2 separate regions of the Mus musculus genome follow, and region 1 is linked to region 2. A link is a contact called in public promoter capture Hi-C data. All regions are on one chromosome and are shown on one strand. Each heading gives the region's core, a stretch centred on a gene start, on an enhancer-like site or on the middle of the called end of the contact. The rest is flanking DNA. Distances are from core to core; before and after follow the strand shown. Region 1 holds the start of Pcbp2 (poly(rC) binding protein 2). Region 2 has its middle 9.8 kb from the start of Sp7.

What was found. Promoter capture Hi-C pulls out the DNA fragments that hold promoters and counts their contacts.
Region 1: a contact with region 2 is called in a promoter capture Hi-C map of the HPC-7 cell line. The contact joins the promoter of Pcbp2 here to the enhancer-like site in region 2. A contact is called at or near these places in 21 of 39 promoter capture datasets (the 3T3-L1 cell line, 3T3-L1-derived adipocytes, the C10 cell line and 13 more), 3 of 15 datasets of contacts at CTCF or cohesin (the NIH/3T3 cell line, embryonic stem cells and large pre-B cells), 10 of 484 Hi-C or Micro-C datasets (CD8 T cells, the N1E-115 cell line, the P5424 cell line and 3 more), 18 of 115 datasets of contacts at active chromatin or transcription factors (the HPC-7 cell line, bone marrow-derived macrophages, embryonic fibroblasts and 8 more) and 3 of 9 other capture datasets (adipose tissue, liver and pancreatic islet).

Annotation. Positions count from the first base shown.
Region 1 is chr15:102,468,833-102,473,147 of GRCm38.p6, forward strand. It overlaps Pcbp2 (poly(rC) binding protein 2), which reads left to right and starts at 1,800. Exons shown (of 15, transcript NM_001103165.1): 1 at 1,800-1,971. It overlaps Gm36331 (a long non-coding RNA gene), which reads right to left and starts at 1,664. Exons shown (of 2, transcript XR_384469.3): 1 at 1,423-1,664; 2 at 609-889.
Region 2 is chr15:102,373,937-102,378,265 of GRCm38.p6, forward strand. No RefSeq gene overlaps it. Among named protein-coding and RNA genes, the nearest start is that of Sp7, 9.8 kb to the left of the region's middle. Within about 2 kb of position 2,380, at least 222 of the 459 cell types and tissues checked have an H3K27ac peak or open chromatin away from gene starts, as enhancers often do. A contact at or near this core is called in 3T3-L1-derived adipocytes, CD8 T cells, the HPC-7 cell line and 12 more, where this site is marked.

The DNA.
Region 1 (4,315 bases), core at 550-3,049, 94 kb after region 2:
ACCCTAGCAAGCCAGAAGAGGGCATCAGATCTTTGGAGTTGAATCTTCAGGGAATTGTGAACCCATCTACAGGGAACTGAACTTGGCTCCTTTGTAAGAACAAGTTGTTTTTGTTTGATTTTTGAGAGTGAATCTCACTATGTAGCTCTCAGTGTCCTGAAACTTGCCATGTAGATCAGGCTGACTTCAAAAGATCTGCCTGCCTTTTACCTGCATGTGCCTCGGACTCCTTACAGATGTACCTATTTATTTTGTATGGGTTTTACCTGCCATGTATATATGTGCACCACTTGTGTGCAAGTGCCTGTGGAATCCAGAAGAGGGTGTTGTATCCCATGGAACTGTGAGATCCTATGTCGGTACTGGTGATTGAACACTGAATCTCTGGGAGAACAGTTGGAGAACTATTGAGACATCGTCCCAGTCCTAACAGCCAGTGCGATGGAAAGGGCGTTTGCCATCACGCCTGATGTCCTGAGTCCGATCTTCAGGACCCGCTTGGTTGAAGGAGAAAACTGACTCCTCCTGAAAATCCTCCTTTGACTTCTTCCTGCCTGCTGTGGTGTAAGTACACACACACACACACTCAGTTTGTATACACACATACAAACCGTTTAAAAAAAGGTTTATTGCCTTTTTAAAGACACCAGGATAGTTGTCTTGTGTTGTGTACAAAATTCTGTGTTTTCAAGATGTCTTTTTTTTTTTTTTTTTTTTTTTTTTTTAAGGAGCAACAGGCAACAATAAAGCAGCGTTGCTCTACAGTCCAAGGTGGCCTGAGGTTCACCTTTGTCATCCTTAAGTTCCCCAATGGTATCAGCTTGTATCACACACTGTGCTTGGCCACAGAGTACCTTCTTGTACTGATGTTTAACTTGTTCTTTCGTTCCTATAAATGGATAATTAGACTTAATAAAAAGATTAACCAATTTGGGCAGGAATTCTAGATTATACAGTACTTCTTATATAATAGTGAGATATTCACATGATCAATGTTGTCCTAATACAGTGAAGTTTTAAAGTTACTTTTCTTTCTTTCTTTTTTTTTTTCTTTTCTTTCTTTCTTTTGATTTCTAAAAAGCCCTGTCTGTCCTGGAACTCACTCTGTAGACCAGGGTGGACTCGAACTCAGAGATCTTCCTGACTCTGCCTTTCCAGTGTTGGAATCAAGTTGGGTACCACCACCGTCTGATTTAAGAACATTCTTTTACGTTTTAATTCTTTATTATAATTATTATTGCCTGATTCAGTATCTGGGCTGCAAAATAATGATGTTTTCATTTCTTCTGCACTCACTAAAGTGGATTATTTTTAGAGTAAGCAGTTTGCCTGACACTTTCAGTCTGGCCATTCGTTTTTTATTTTAGACAACTGTTATTTTCCTTTCCCTCCCTCCTATCTTGATCCCAAAGCATTGGCCACCTCTTCGTATTTAGGCCTGAGCTTTCCAGTTCTTCCGCTAGAGGCCACTGGTATCCTCCGCGCCTCTGCGCTGCCGCTCTATCTCAGACCTCGCCGCTGGTTACTGGCCGTCTCGCTGGTGCCGACGCTGTCCAAGGAGCCGCTCTAGGCTCCGGGAAGGCGGTCCGCATTGCGTGGGGAAAGTGTGGACGACGCAGTCGACTCGCCGGCCCCCGGGGCGGTTAGCGCTTCCGGGGTCGAAGGGTGCGCGGGGTTGAAAGCGGCCCGCTCCGCCCCGTCCCCCTCCCAGACCAGCAGAGGCAGCAGCCGGAGCAGCCGCAGCCTGCGCCCTCTCCCGCCCGCCCGCCCTCCGCCCGCCCGCCCGCCCTCCGCCGCCCTCCACCCGCCCCGGGGTCTCTCTCCCCCTTCCTCCTCCTCACCCCCCCCTCCTCCGCCCGCTAGCGGGGCCCCCCTCGCCTTCCCGCCCGCCCCTATTGTTCCGCCCCCGGCCTCCCGCCCTTCCCCTTCCCGCCCGCTCCCCTTTTCCCCTCAGTCGACTCGCGCCTCCAGGTAAGCTTAAAATCTTCTGCTCCGCCGCCGGCAATAGCTTCTTCTTCCACTCGTGACATCCTTCTTGGCGGACTCCGGCCCTATTCTGGAGCCTCGGCCTCTCGTAGACCCGCATGAGCGTCTACTACTTCACTCTGCCTGCCCGGGCATTCACGCGAGGCCCTGGCTCCGGCGCGGCCTAGTAGGCCTCGCGCAGAGCCTGCCCCCTCCCCCCTCCCTCCCGGTGGCGGCTGCGCAGGAGTCAGGGAGGGCGCGCGCGCGGCAGGGGGGGCGGCGGTGGATTTGTTGGTTGAGGGGGGTTGGGGAGGCGATGGCCGGCTTGCTGGCGGGGCGGGTGAGCGCGGCTCCCCGCGGGGGTCAGGCGCTGGCGCAGACACACGAGGAGGCGCTGCTTGTCCGGCCCCTCCCCCTGGGTCGCAGCGCCCCCCCCTGACCGAACCGTTTATTCACCCCCTTTCCCAGTCAAGGGAAAGGGGGGGGGCTTTTTTTTTTTAAGTGGAAAATGCTTGGATGACCCGGGCGGGGGAGGGGAGTGGGGAGCTGCAGAGTTAAAGGGTAGGCGGACTCCCTGTTACCGAGTTACTCTGACGTTCTCTCGGGTAACGAATTTTGAAATTACAAAATGCCTGCCGCTATAAACCAGACCGAGCTATTTATAGAGGGGTAATTGACTGCAGGATTAACAGCTGGATTCCCAGGATGGGGTACACTTAGATTGACCTACTCAGGAGAGGAATTGACAGGTTTCTCAGATTACTTACATGACTTGGAGTTAAAAAAAATACATCTTCGTGCTTTACTTAAGAAATGAATTTGTAGCTAGGTTTTCAGTTTCTTTGCCTTTTGAACTTGTATAACTGTATTTCTAAGGTGATTAATATAACAGTGGGGAAGTGGAACTAACAGTTTTATACTGTATGAGGGGGTGTTAATCTTGCAGACTCAGTGAACAAGCATTGTTTTTCCATAAATGAGATGTTGATTTGTGAGGTTTTTTTTTTTTTGACAGCAATTAACTGTTTTCTGGAAATAGGGAACTGATGTGCTTTAGGGATGCATTTATGTAATCACTTACATCCTGAAGTAACCAGAAGATAGTTTGCATTATATAGAGTGGTGTGACAGTCACTTTAAAGTGCTTTAAACATACTTAAAGTATGGACTTGGGATTCAGAGTTTGGAGGCCAGCCTGGTGTTAATAGTTACATTCAGTACTGGGCAACATAGTGAGGCCCTGTCTCAAAAAAACAAAACAAAAAACCCAACAGTATGTGTATTGTGTGTGTTTATGGCAAAGTGAAAACTGACTGGTTTTATGAAGGGACAAAATTAGTTGTAGGAGGAGAGAAATCATTGATACTGATTTGAAGGGATGAATACTTGCCATGCTATTGGAGAAATTTCAGGGCTTGAGACTCTTGGAACTGTCAGTGTTTGGTGTTAAAGTATTAAAAACAAAAATATCAAAAACCAAATTCTTTGTCTACATAAGTAGTTATTTCAAAGTTGTTTCAGAGGATGAGTAAAAAGGGGCCATCTTGGCAATCTTTCATCAATCAAAGCAAATATGAAGTAAAATTTTAGTACTTTTTCTATTGTATTTGGAAGAAAATTTGGGACTAAAAAGACTTAATTGTGTGATAGTGAAAGTTAAAACAAAAGCACAAGAGAATTTTCTCAAGTGATTAGAGGAAGAATGGGAGCAAAGAACTGAGACGTACAGGATTAAATTTCAAAGGATCATGGAACCCAAAGTTGTGAAGTGTATCTTGAATACTTTTTTCTGTGAGACTCATGAGTGTAGTTATTTTTCTTGTTATTTTGTGATTGTCCCACTGTGTAGTTCTAGCAGCTGCACTTGTTTCTCAATAGGTTGTCCAAGGTAGCCTTGAACTTAAAACAATCCTGTCAAAACTTCCAAAGTGCTGAGATTATACAGAAATGTACCCTTATCCACACATCTAAACTAAAACATTTCAAAATCATTTATCATTCATCAACCTTTGAGATAAGTATATCTAAATTTTAGAAATTTCTATACTAAGTACATTTACATATATAGTCTGTTCACTTCTAACTGCTGTCCAGTAGAAAGCAGGTTGAATTTGTCCTCACTGTAGTTAAAAGTTTGCCCAGCTGTTACTGAGTCCTTTTAAAACTTCCTCAGCTGAAGGACAACTTTTTGCACTTAAGCAATTCACTTAGAACCATTACCAGTGGAATGGTCGGATCTTTCTCATCTCAAGCATCAGTGGAAAGCCTATCATTAATGAGCAAACTGGAAACAAAACCTGATCTGTAAGTGTAAAAGAGTTGTGCTGGGAGTGTTTACAAGTCTGATAGG
Region 2 (4,329 bases), core at 1,130-3,629:
CCCTGTGTGAGGACAATATACAAGTTCATGAAGTGTTCCATATTTTATTTTCAGAGAAAAAGTATGCCTCGAAATATGTCACATGAAATATATTAGCATCTTTAGTACTGGAGAGATGGCTCAGTGATAATGAACATACACTGCTCTTTTTTTTTTTTTTGGAGGGGGGTGTTTTGAGTCAGGGTTTCTCAGTATAGCCCTGACTGTCCTGGAACTCACTTTGTAGACCAGGCTGGCCTCGAACTCAGAAATCCGCCTGCCACTGCCTCTCGAGTGCTGGGATTAAAGGCATGTGCCACTGCGTCCAGCTGCTACATTCCAATCTTTAACTAACTTCCTCTCTCTCTCTCTCTCTCTCTCTCTCTCTCTCTCTCTCTCTCTCTCTCTCTCTCTCATGTCAGGGGATTAAACTCAGGATCTTCTACATGCTGAATAGGCAGAGCCCTGCTCTAGTTGCTCTAGTTGTTAGGATCACAGCTATATGAGAGATATAGGGTAAGTCTACAGAGAGTTGACTCACTCAGCAAACACCTACTTTATGCAGAGCACACAGAGCTAGGCACACAGGTCTGCAACCATAAACATGACTGATCCAGTTCTGTGCCTCACAAACTATCCTGTAACTAACAAAAAGAGGAAGCCTTTTAATTAAAGCAAGTAGTGTGTGCTACAGGAGACAGAATTGATCTAAGTCAGTAGTGGAAGGCTAGAAGAAAACCATATAAAGAAACCAAAAAAGCTGAAGGTGGTCCTAGCACTTAGGAGGCTGAGGTAGAGGGAGTGCGGTGCCATGAGTTTAAAACTAGCCAGAGCTACATAGTAAGATTCTACCAGAGGAAAGAAGGAAGAAAATGGAAGGAGACGAGGGAGGTATGAAGGAAGGAAGGAAGGAAGGAAGGAAGGAAGGAAGGAAGGAAGGGAAGAAGGAAGGAAGGAAGGAAGGAAGGCTCAAGGCTCAATAAAAATAAGACTTGGTCTGGCGGGGTGAGGTTGAACACACTGGCAATTACGACAATTGGGACAGAAGGCAGAAAGGCAAGAGAATTGTGAATTCCAGGTCAGGCAGCTATATCCCGACATTCCGTCCTCCAAGAAAACAACAACAAAATAGAAATATTGCAAATGCACATTGTTCCAGGGTAAGAAGAGTTAGCACCTCTGTGCATATGACTGGAGCATAGGGTGAAGGCTGAACCAGGCCTCGTGGAATGGGCCTGTATTCCCAGCTACTCCAGAGACTGCGGGCTACTCAAGAGCCCACGGCCAGCATAGGCAATTTAGTGAAGCTCTGCCACACACACAAAGGGGATGTGGGGGTTGGATTCTGTAGACAGTGGTAGAGTGTTTCACAAGCATAGATCCCAGGAGTTCCACCCCAGAACATGAGAGAGAAAGTGGGGGTGGGAAATGTCTCATCAGCTATGCAAGGTATGTGACCTTAATCCCCAGGACAACATATAGAAATGTTTGTATATTAAAAAGATAGCCCTGGCTGCAAAGATGAGCATGAAAGGGGGTCTTAGAGCCCGACAGTTCTGTGTCTGTCAGCCATTTAGTATGGTGCAAGCTTGGGCAAACTGTTTAACCTAGGATTCCTCTTCTGTAGAAAGGAGAAACAAGACAGTCATCTCTCAAGGTTGTTATAATGATTTGAAACTGTGCACAGTGCTCAGTGGGTAAAGATACCTGCCATCGTGCCAGGGGACCTGAATTCTATCCCTGTGACCTACAAGGTAAAAGGATAGCACTGACTCCTGACCTCCACCACATATGCATTGTGACACACACACACATACACACACACACACACACACACACACACTCAAAAGCAATTTGGTTTATTTGGTTTTTTGAGAAAGGGTTTCACTGTGAGCCCTGGCTGTCCTGGAACTCACTCTGTAGACCAGGTTGGCTTCAAACTCACAGAGATCTTCCTGCCTCTGCCTTTGAGCTCTGGGGCTAAAGGTATGGGCCACTACGGCCTGGCTAATTTTTTAAAACCCACAAAAATTAGAAATGTATGCTGGACCACCCACTCGATGCTAGACATCAATCACAGGGTCTCACACAAACTACATAAGCGCTCTACCACTAAACTACACCTATAACTACCACTGGACTACACCTATAATATAACTAAACTACACCTATAACTACTACCAGACTACACTTATAACTACTACCAGACTACACTTATAACTACCACTGGACTACACCTCTATCCCTTAACTATAAACAGTATCCACCGCTTAGTACTTGCTTCATACATGATACGTGTTAGTTCATCACAGGTTGCTGGAGGACAAAACTGGAGATGAGGATGGCAATTGGTGTCATCACACCAAGCCAGAGGTCAAAGTGTACGGGGTGGAAAGGAGAGCCAGCCTCACAGGAAAAATGAGCAGGCATGCAGGTTTTAAAGTTCAGTGCTGAGAATAGCTCTGGATAGTCAGTGGCTCTGCTCAGCATTGAGGAAGGGGCCAGTGCAGTATCTGAGCGTTTTCTCTCAGCATTCTAGCAGGAAGCCCCTGAATGGCTGGGGTGCCTCTAAAGAACTATTTTCCTACCCTTTGACACTCGCCCCTGCTTCTCCCATTCCGTCCTTTTCTCCTCTACTTAGAAACTTTCCCCGCTGCCCTTGTCAATGAGAGTCCGCCATCGCGCCCATCTCCACCCTCCTCCTCCATCTCAGTCAGACATCCCTCCCCTCCCCTGCATTTCAAAGCATCAAAGCACTGTTCGACTTTTTCCAAGAGGAGGCTCGAAGCAAGGCGTACAGTGAAAGTATAAGCCTCCAGCTAAAGCTGAGAAACAGAGCGGGCAGAGGGACAATGAACATAGTGAGGTCTGGGCTGGGGCATCTCCACCGCTTACGCTGGCCACCTGGGACCTCTTGCATGCCTCAGTGTCCCGGTGCTGCTGGCAGGCAAGGGGCGGGCCGGCTGGGGGCGGGGCGGGGCGCAGGCGGGGCCGGCCGGGCCAGGCGCCCGGGCAGGAGGCAGCTGCATATCTGCGGTCCCGACCACAATTGCTGGGAGTCGCGTCCCGGAGACTGGCGGCGCTGACTCTGCCCGCTGCGGCCGCCGCGCCGATTAGAGCCCGAGAGGGAGCGCCAACCCCGGGGAGGGGGGCGATGGCGGGGAAGCGCTGGTGCCCCTTGGCCTCCATCCTAGCCAACACCCCCAATGCCAAGTCGGGTCTTTCTCTGCCTCCCTTATAAACTTAGCCTCCCAGCCTTGGCTTTCTCCAAACTGGATCTAAAGCTAGTGCTTTGGGACCCTGCAACAACCTGAGGAAGTTGACATCCTGTTGACCTTTCCCTCTTCCCCAGCACCCAAAAAAGAGGACTCAGAACCTCAGGATAAGCGTTCTCGGGCAAAAGCAGATCGAAGAAGGAGCCTGAGACGCCAGAGGACAAGCATTCCGAGGCCAGAGCACCCCCTGCTGGCTGGCTCTGAGTCCCTGCCCCTCCCCCTCCAGCTGTGACCTCCAGCTGTGGTGGTTGGGAAGAGCTGGCTTCTTTGATCTAGAAGCGTGGCCACCCCCTCCAGGCGCCCCATTAACCTCCATTATCCCAATTAGGCATCCCTCCCAGTCCTGGACATGAGCTTCAAAGCCCCTTCAATGCGGAGAGGAGAGGGGCTGACTCTTTAGCCCCTCACCAAGCCAAGTCATTTTCAGGCAATACCCAGGTATCCTGGTCCCAGCTGGCATTCATGGTAGGTAATAGAACTATAAAAAGGATTCGAGAGAATAAAAAGGGAAAGGGACCCTATTTTCCAAGTTCCCAGTTTTGCATTAAATGATTGAGGTGGTAGCATCCAGGATCCTGGCTGACCTGAGATTCCCATCAACTTATTCAGCTTTATCCCATCCAGAGAGGAGCCAAGAGCCACCCTCCTCCATCCTTAATCCTATCGCAACACTCCCTCCCCTCCTCCTTCCTGTAACAATTTCCGCTGGGGGAGCCCAAGCCGGGTTCAGCACAGTGGCCGCTTCCTGGAACATTTTCCTGTATCCGAAACCGCGGCTCCCTCCCCAGGGACCCACTGATCAAGGCCAGATGGGAGCAGGGATGGGGGTGGAAGCAAAGGAGCCAGGCTCTCCCCATCACCCCCCTCCCAACACATTTGCACACCACAGGGAGCCCCTGCCCTGACACACAGACTGACATAGGCACACACCACATGCCACAGTCATACACTCATGGGCATTCGTGGCGACACAGGAACCACAGGCTGAGTCTTAGAAAGTCAACACACCCACAGATATCACCACATGCTATCTCCACCCCACCCCATCCCCGTCTAACTTCTTGGTCCTTTTTTG